Regions from separate parts of the Zea mays genome. Here region 1 is linked to region 2. Evidence: chromatin contacts called from public Hi-C data. All regions are on one chromosome and are shown on one strand. Each heading gives the region's core, a stretch centred on a gene start, on an enhancer-like site or on the middle of the called end of the contact. The rest is flanking DNA. Distances are from core to core; before and after follow the strand shown. Region 1 holds the start of LOC103632918 (nuclear pore complex protein NUP155). Region 2 holds the start of LOC103632850 (CCAAT/enhancer-binding protein zeta).

The links. Hi-C and Micro-C count contacts between places; a contact is called where the count stands out from the background.
Region 1: a contact with region 2 is called in a Hi-C map of ear, with 2.2 times the contacts expected there. The contact joins the promoter of LOC103632918 here to the promoter of LOC103632850 in region 2. A contact is called at or near these places in 2 of 25 Hi-C or Micro-C datasets (ear and endosperm).

The regions. Positions count from the first base shown.
Region 1 is chr1:28,144,153-28,148,092 of Zm-B73-REFERENCE-NAM-5.0, reverse strand. LOC103632918 (nuclear pore complex protein NUP155) reads right to left here and starts at 2,623. Exons shown (of 14, transcript XR_556222.3): 1 at 2,288-2,623; 2 at 991-1,160.
Region 2 is chr1:27,350,566-27,354,976 of Zm-B73-REFERENCE-NAM-5.0, reverse strand. LOC103632850 (CCAAT/enhancer-binding protein zeta) reads left to right here and starts at 1,463. Exons shown (of 17, transcript XM_008654575.4): 1 at 1,463-1,573; 2 at 1,733-2,438; 3 at 2,642-2,717. The coding sequence starts at 1,760.

The sequences.
Region 1 (3,940 bases), core at 1,374-3,873, 790 kb before region 2:
TTAAGATGTCATGTGTCATTCATCAAGGGTAGGGGTCCATATGAGAGATCCAGGTCCAATCATAGTTCTTAAGGCGGTAAGGCGAGACAAGGCGTTGGGCCACCGCCTGGACGCCTAGGCGCTTACTAAGGCGAGCAAGGCGACGCCTTACCAATTAAAGAAAAGACAGAACAACAACATATATGAGGAAGAAAAAGAAAAAGGGAGAAAGAAAAAAAGAAGGAAGGGGTAGAAGAGATGGCCCAGCCCACCAGGCAGGCAGCCCATATATCCTCTGGTTAGGGTTGCTGAGTTGCTCCCATCTCACTGTCGCCGCTCGTCCACAACCATGCATCGCTGCTCCTGCTCCCCCAAGCTCGGCGGCGCTCCCCCGAGTCTCAGCGTCGCCGCTCCCCCGAGTTCTACGCCGCCGCTCCCCCTAGCTCGGCACTCCCTGTGCCGCCGCTCCCTCGAGCTCGTCACTCCCCCGAGTTCTGCGCCGCCAATCCCGCTCCCCAAAGTCTCTGCTAGGCTTCTTCCCCCTCCCCTCTTGCCGACTCTTGGCTAGGCGACGGGGACGCCTAGACTTTTTGGCTGCCTGGACGCCTAGGCGACGCCTTTGAAACCAAGGGTCCAATGCAACTTTATTCCGCTGAGGCCACCACTGCTTCCATGCACCATAAAAAGTTTCTCGATGTACAGTTTGACAAGTAATTTTAACACAGTGGCCAAAAGTTCAAAATTAGCACATTATATACCATACAATCATTTGGCTCAAAACAAATATAAAAATAGACCATGGATGGGAATAGCAATGGAATCTTGTGTAAAGAAATTTACAAAACAACAGCCCTGTGACAAACTAAAACACCCACAGAACGACAAATTGAGAACGAGATAAATCTGAGTACTAAGTAAAAATCATGTCCATTATAAAGGGTGTTCCCTTTTAACTGTTTAAGACCAATCACTCATGTAACAAATAAAAAGAAACAAATATTAGTGATTTACCATTTATCAAATCGCCAGATGAAAAATGAATTGTCAACTGTTGCCCAGGCCCGATGTATGTCAGAAAAAATCCCGCAAAGAGCTGTTCCTTCACCGGCAGCTGTGTTATATCTTTCAATCAACATAGGAGGGAGTTGACGAGTTTCTGCAACTTCTACCAAAGGAGGCCACTGCCAAGACAAAATATGTATTAAGAGAACATAAAAGTGCATTTTCAAAATATTAGTAGAACAACTTCATTATTAAATTCAAATAAAACTTAGAACAAACACATGGTATGTTAGAGAAGGGTTGGTCCAGCAAAGCATTTCTGAGACCTGCATGATCATCGTGTTCAATGTCATTAAAACTTCTGAAGAAACCTTTCCAGCATTCAAAACAAAGAGTTCCAACATGTACCAATGTGTTTGCGGTGTTTCATCCTAGCAGCATAAGAGCTAAAACATGAAACATTTAATAAATCCAGCAAACAGAAAATGCAAAGCAAAACCAAAGACAACTATCTACTTTAAAAGTGTGAAAACTGACCAGTAGTCTATAAACCATGCTCAACCAAACAAAGCAAACAGAATGTCCAGTTCCTACCTCCTCAATTCAATTACCAATACATACAAGAATATGTCCCTTGAATGAATGATGTCAGCAATCCGAAAAGCTGTTCGTCACTGCTGATCTCATATAAGCCAAGGTTGAGCTTGCCAGTAGCCAGTTTCAAATAGGGACCTCCCCTTTTTTTCTTTTTTTTTCTTTTTTGCAAAAACTAGTGTCCTTCGGTTTATGCTAATTTCCACGTGTTTGCCTCAATTTCCAAGTTTCAGCGTAACTTAAAGGACCAAAAACTCTTTCACCGTTTTCTAATGTCAGAATCAGGATTCACATCCTGCCAGGGAATCATGTCATGTGTATGACACACAATTGTAAATTGCTCCCGTGTGACATATAGTACTTCTGTCATGGAGTCTCACTCCCAAAATTTGACCCAAAACTACTCATACTACAATGCAATATATGAACCGAAAGTCCGAACTTCTACTGCAGGTCTGAAGCAACCAAAAAAAAACACCAGAAATAATCAGATGAAATCACTGCTCGCCATGTTTTCCTCCACCTTCATCTTTCGATTCCTCGTCACCCCCATTCTACTGGGAAAAACAATGACACGAATCCCCCAGGACAACTGCAGGAACCCTGAATACAACGGTAACATTCGCCCAAACCGGACACTGACACATCAACAACTCAAGCGTGCGCGTCTATCAGTACACACGCAGCTGACCACAGGTCGCGCAGGGCTTGCCTCCTTGGGGTGCGAGGAGTAGGGGTGGGACGCGTAGCGCGAGGCTTCAAGGGCCTCCTCCAGGTCGGGCTGCGCGGCGGCGTCGCGGCCGATCCGCTCCGAGACGTGAAGACCCGCCGAGGCCACGTCGGGACCGATGGCCTCGTCCTCCCCCCACGCCATGGCCGGAGCGTCGCGGCACAACGCGCAAGTGGTGGGGAACGGCCGAACGTGAGAGCGAGGAAAAACCCTAGTGCGCGATGGAGGCAGGGAGGGGCGGCGGGGCTGGCAAGTTCGGTTGATTTTTGATTCACATTTTTGTGGGCGGGTTCCGGTTTTGCAGGTTGGACCCGAAGTCATTTCACTTGACTTGGCTGTTTGATTCTCTATTCTATCTCATATCTCATTTCTTATTTTAAACTTCTTTCTACAAACAATATTAGTTACAATTCTGCTTCTCCTATTTTACATGATCCAAAAACAACCTTAGAAACTATTTTTTAAAAGCTAGAACTAAAAAGCCTCCAAATAGATCAATTTTTTATTCATTTTCTAAAAAAACTAGTTTTCTCGTTTCTTAAAAACCAAGAAATTAGTACCCAGCTAAAATCAGTTTTTTTTATGATTAGTCATTATTTATGAAAAAACTATAAAGGAATTTTAAAAAAAAAACTAGTGGATCTAAACATTTTTATTCGCTTTTTTTCTGAAAGCCAATTTTTATAAACTAAATGTAGTAACCAGTTTTTAAGAAACCGGAATGGATCAAGCAGGGCTTTATTCAAATCGTTTTTTTCCTTATGCCGACTATAACGTAAAAACGCCACATATCCTGGGAAGGGGAATGGGCTAAGACCGTTTCCAATAACTTCTAATATTTCTATTCTCATTATCTTTATACTCAGTTACGTGTGCATTGCTACGATTTTATATATTATATAGATGGATATTATTTAAATGAGATATTTATTTAAATATGATTATATTTTTATTTCCCAAAAATAGTGTATGTATATTTAATATGACTATCCTTTACAAACATAAAGGCTTTGTTTGGGAGGCTTCGTTTCAAGAATTGCAGCTTTAGTTTTCCAGCTTCACCATGAAACAACTTCGATAGATTGGTTTGTACATAGACTCTAGCTTCTGTAATATAATTAATTTGTGTTAGTTTTTTTAATTACCCTTAATTATTAGCGGCTAGAGAAAGAGACTAAATCGGTAGGTCATATAACCAATGGTATGGTAGATAATTTTTGTGCAACTCTACGAAGAGGTATGAAAAAGTTATTTTGAAGCCCTCTAAAGAGCTTCGAAAATTTCATGAAGCTAACCTCTAGTTTTAGTTTTTTTTAAAAAACTAGGGCTCATGAAGCTAGACCTATTTGGATAAATAAGCTAGAATAGACCTGAAATTTTTAAAGTGAGGCTCTTCCAAATAGCGCCAAAATAACACTTGTTTTTGGTGGTAGATATTGAATTCTTGAAGATAGAGGATAGTGGGTTCGTGCCTCCATCCTTATGCTCCCTTTTTACCTTTTTTTTTTGCTTTTTTCCTTTATATGATTTATGCCACGCGCATGTGCACGGGGCAGCAGGATTTTTGTGAGAGAGTCAACTCTAACCGGGTGGCAAAAGCCATCAGTCTAATCCTAAGAATAAGGGGCTCCATAG
Region 2 (4,411 bases), core at 214-2,713:
GAAGAGTAGTTTAGACATTTCTCACTTCTAACATGCCATCAGTCAATTTAGAGGTTGTTTAGCATGGCTTCAGAACAAAATTCCAATTAAAAGTTGGCCAGAGTCAACCAAATACCTAACTTCAAACTTGTAAATTCTATGGAGTTTTGAGAGCGACAATATATTTGTTTTTGGATTACCTCTTTTGCTACTCTACGGAGTTTTGAATCCTTAAAAAATGTGAACACGCCACTGCTAGTGGTTATGAGAAATCAACTTATACCCCATAGCCGAGCTACTCTACCCAAAAAAGCGAAGTTGTTTCTGCAGTGGAATAAAGTTATGCCAAACATATAAGCATACGAATGCTTCTCTAAACAGAAGTTTCTTAAGGCAAGTCATAAGACCTGTTTGGTATAACTTTTTTTTGAAGCGTTTTGTTAAAAAAATAGGTTTCTAGATAATCTAGCTGCCACGAGAATCTGATTATGATGGGTTTAGAAAGTAGTGGATTCCTCCCATCACGATTTTTATATAAACATTTCTCACATAAATGGGTTGAGAAGCAAAACGTTCAATAATCGCTAGAAGTCGATTCTCATTGGCATAATATAGTAGAAGTCGAAACAAACGGGGCCATAAGCTAGCTTTTAAGGTTGTCTCCAACAACAACCGTTATATATTTTTGTACATTAAGAATATATTTGATTTGCTATATAATTTGTCAAATTTTACCTAACTTTTCTGTCTAAAATTAGTTATTCAATTTGAACGACTAATCTTATGCAAAGTGAGACATAGTTAGTCATGAATCAAATATACCTTAAATTTGATGGACCTAGACGTCTAGATTCGTGTACTCTAAATGGAACCTAAAATTTAACGTCTCAGTCGCTAAATGTGGCGGACCATCTATGCGCGGTGCGACACCGTCGCTCCGGTGGCTCCGCTGTCCGTCCCGTCTATGTAACCTATCATTTCTTTTTTTGTTGACCGATAAATGCATGATATATACTTTCATGTTACTATTAAAATATACCAATACGTATTTTGGCACATATGAACCATCGTTGTTAGTGTTTCCGATACATGAAAAAATTAGAATATAATTGTCGGACATCCTGTCTGCTAAATAAAAACAATGATGTAATATGTAACGTATTTTAAAATCTAGACATACGAATGATCTTTTTTTGTGTTAGATAAATAAAGGGATTTAGAATACAAATTCTGGCTACACTGTTAATGTAGAGAATAAAATTTAGAGAGGTTGTTAGGGATAAAAAGATATAAAGAATCAAATATTTAAAAATTGTTATAAATGTTAGAGAATATTTTTTTAGAGAATGAAATTTAGTGGACAATAGAAGAAAACCTAAGTCTCAGCTGTGCCAAACGGGCCGTAAATGGACTGTTAGGAAGCCGGCCCAAAAGAGTTCGGCTCTCCCGCTCAAGACTTCGTTCACGGGTCACGGGTACGGCGGGAGCCTCTAACCCTTGCTGTTCGCTCGCTGTTCGCCCCCCAGCCGCCACCGCCAGTTCTTCCATTCCTCCGCGCTCTTTGAGCCTTCGTCTCCCAGTCTCCTCAACTCAGGTACGTTGTCCGCCCGCCGCACACCCTCGCCACTGTTCATCGTTGCACGCTGGTGCTTCCCTCATCTCCACAGAACATCTGATTCGGCCAGTTGAGTTCCTCTCGGACGCTGGTTGTCTCCTTCGACCTCCGTTTCCTTGTCATTTCTGTGCCTGACAGCAACCCGCGCTCCCGCCGCATCTATTCATGGCGGAGCCGACCCCCAAGTCGAAGCGCACCAAGAAAGCGAAGAAGCCCTCGGCCCGGGAAGGTGATGGAGAGGACATGGATACGCTCAAGTCTGACGTCGCCACATTCGCCTCCTCCCTCGGCCTCCTCCCTGGCGCTGGCGACTCCAACGGCGGCTTCGATGACTCCGACTTCCGCAAGTCCGGCCCCATGTATAAATCCTCAAAATTTCCTTCCAAACAACCCCATCAAAAACCTGATAACACGGCAAACCCCCATCTAAACCCTAGACCTACCAAGAAGCCACACCCTCTCGAGCTACGTGACTCCTATGCTGCCACCAAACCTGGTGCTGTCAACACTAATTACCCCCTGATGAAGGCGGCAGCACTCTCAGGGCAGTGGTACACTGATGCTGATGAGCTGGAGGCGAGGGTCCTAGGCGGTCGTAAGCAGGTGCCTCCAGCTGTGGGGCTTCAGGAGATGCAGGGAATAGTGGAGAGAAAACGAGAGCTGGCAGAGAAGCTCATGTTGCAGTATGCGAGGGAATACGATGCCGTGAGGCGAGGGCATGGTGACCTGAAGCTCCTGGACATATCAGCAAAGTCTGGTACATCAGCTGACAAGGTGTCAGCATTTACATGTCTTGTCGAGGACAATCCAATTGCAAACATGAAGGCACTCGATTCCCTCCTTGGTGAGTTGCATGCTATTGGCTCCAAAAATAAAAGACTGTAAAGAGAGTACAAATTGAATATACTGTTGATAGCAATTTGCGGTGATTGTGAATTATTTAACTTCAGGCTTTCACATCATAACAGTTTGATGATATCTCTTTGTGCTCTCATGAGTCATGAACTAAGAAATTATTTTTTATTTGTTGAAAAAAAATCACAACAGGTATGATAACATCAAAAGTTGGTAAGAGGTATGCGTTCACAGGATTCGATGCAATTAAGGAGTTATTTCTCATGAGGTTAGCATCTTCTCGTGTTTTCTGAAATTTCATTGTGCTTTTGCTAGTACACAATTTGTTTGTTATTTATAGCATTTTATACCAATCTTCATGGCGTTTGCTATTTGTGTGATGCGTTTTATGTATTAGTTAATTACCTTTGTATGCATGGGTTTCTTTGCTTACCATGCTGTTTCATGTGAAGCTACACAATCCTGTATATTGTCCCAACCAACATGTGAAACGCCCAACTGTAAGTTATATTATTTGACGTCACCATAATAATTTGTTTGTTCCTGAAATTTTGGTTACACTAGGCCATCTTGCACCATTCACTTCTCTGCCTCTCTTTTGACAGGAACTTTTATTTTCTCTGATTGATTCGTAGTCTATGCTATTATTATACACATTATGCTCAGAGCTTGATTGTGCAATAGGAAAAATGAAGGATCGAAATGCTCGTGTCAACAGCTATCTACTTCTTTAGTTTTAGGACTGTGCATGGGTGTGTTTAGATGGATTTTTGACCCACCTGTGAATACATGTATTAGCTGGGTTTAGATTAGGTGGATATGCTGGGTTATGTGGATCTGATGCAGAGTGGCACCATGGAATGAAAATATCTGCAAAGGGCACCACTTGGGTTCGTAGAGAGTACTAAGAACTAGCTACAGAGCGACATCAATGACTATGACCTCGGCGGGGCTCACCGAGCACTCATTTGCTGAGTAGCGGCCTTCCTTACTGCCACCGACAAGCCTAGACCTAAGGCCGCTGACCTGGTGTTCAATATGTGTGCGAATGCAACAAGCGACTTCTTCTGCGTGCACGTGGCCAATGAGTCATGCGTGTCAGCGCTCTGATCAAATAGGTGAAGCATGACGTTGGGAGACTTGCGTGATTTGGCACTGGTGGTAATCAACCTTTTCAGGCTTCCTAAGGTGGCCACGGTCACCAATATCGTTTGCGCTTTGCGGCGAGCCGGCGACACAATGAGCATGAGTGACGTGGATGTGGTGTTCTGCCTTTGTTACTGTTGGGTGGACTATGACGGTTGACAGTGTATTGCACATCGCGCCCAAGTGTTGTGGCATGGTGGGTCACTACAATCTTGACCGAGGGTGGGTTGAGGCCCATGATACGTTTCTGTACTTTTGGTGCATGAAAATTGGACAATCTGGTGGATGTGGCCCATGATGGGCATCTTGGCGCTGATGAGCATGTTGACGTAGTTTGAGCGGTAGGTTTGGCCGACCGTGTCAACGTCGTCCTTACCAGACCGTGGAAGTTGTAGGAGACGTTTAGGTCGTCAAGGACCCTATTTTTGTCTTACCATAGCTGTGGACGCGAGAGTCTTTGTCGGTGATGGGCACAGCGTCGGCGGAGATGCCGAATGTCCATCTAGCTCCATAGTAACAGGGCTGACGACATCATGACATTGACACGGGTGACTAACAGCCTGGACACGACCCTAGACAGTAGGCACCCACCCACCACACGTTCTTGGTAGCATTGATGTCGACGAGCTTGCCGTTGAGCATGATCATGACTGACATGGTCCTTGTCCTCGTCCTTATCCCACTCTTCCCATTAGGCCAATGACTGTATCATACTTGATGTGGCGACTTCGATGAATGTAGATGACCCATGGATCTAACGGGTCTAACCCAATCAAAACTAACCCATGTATGATCTTTCTCATGGACTGGATTGGG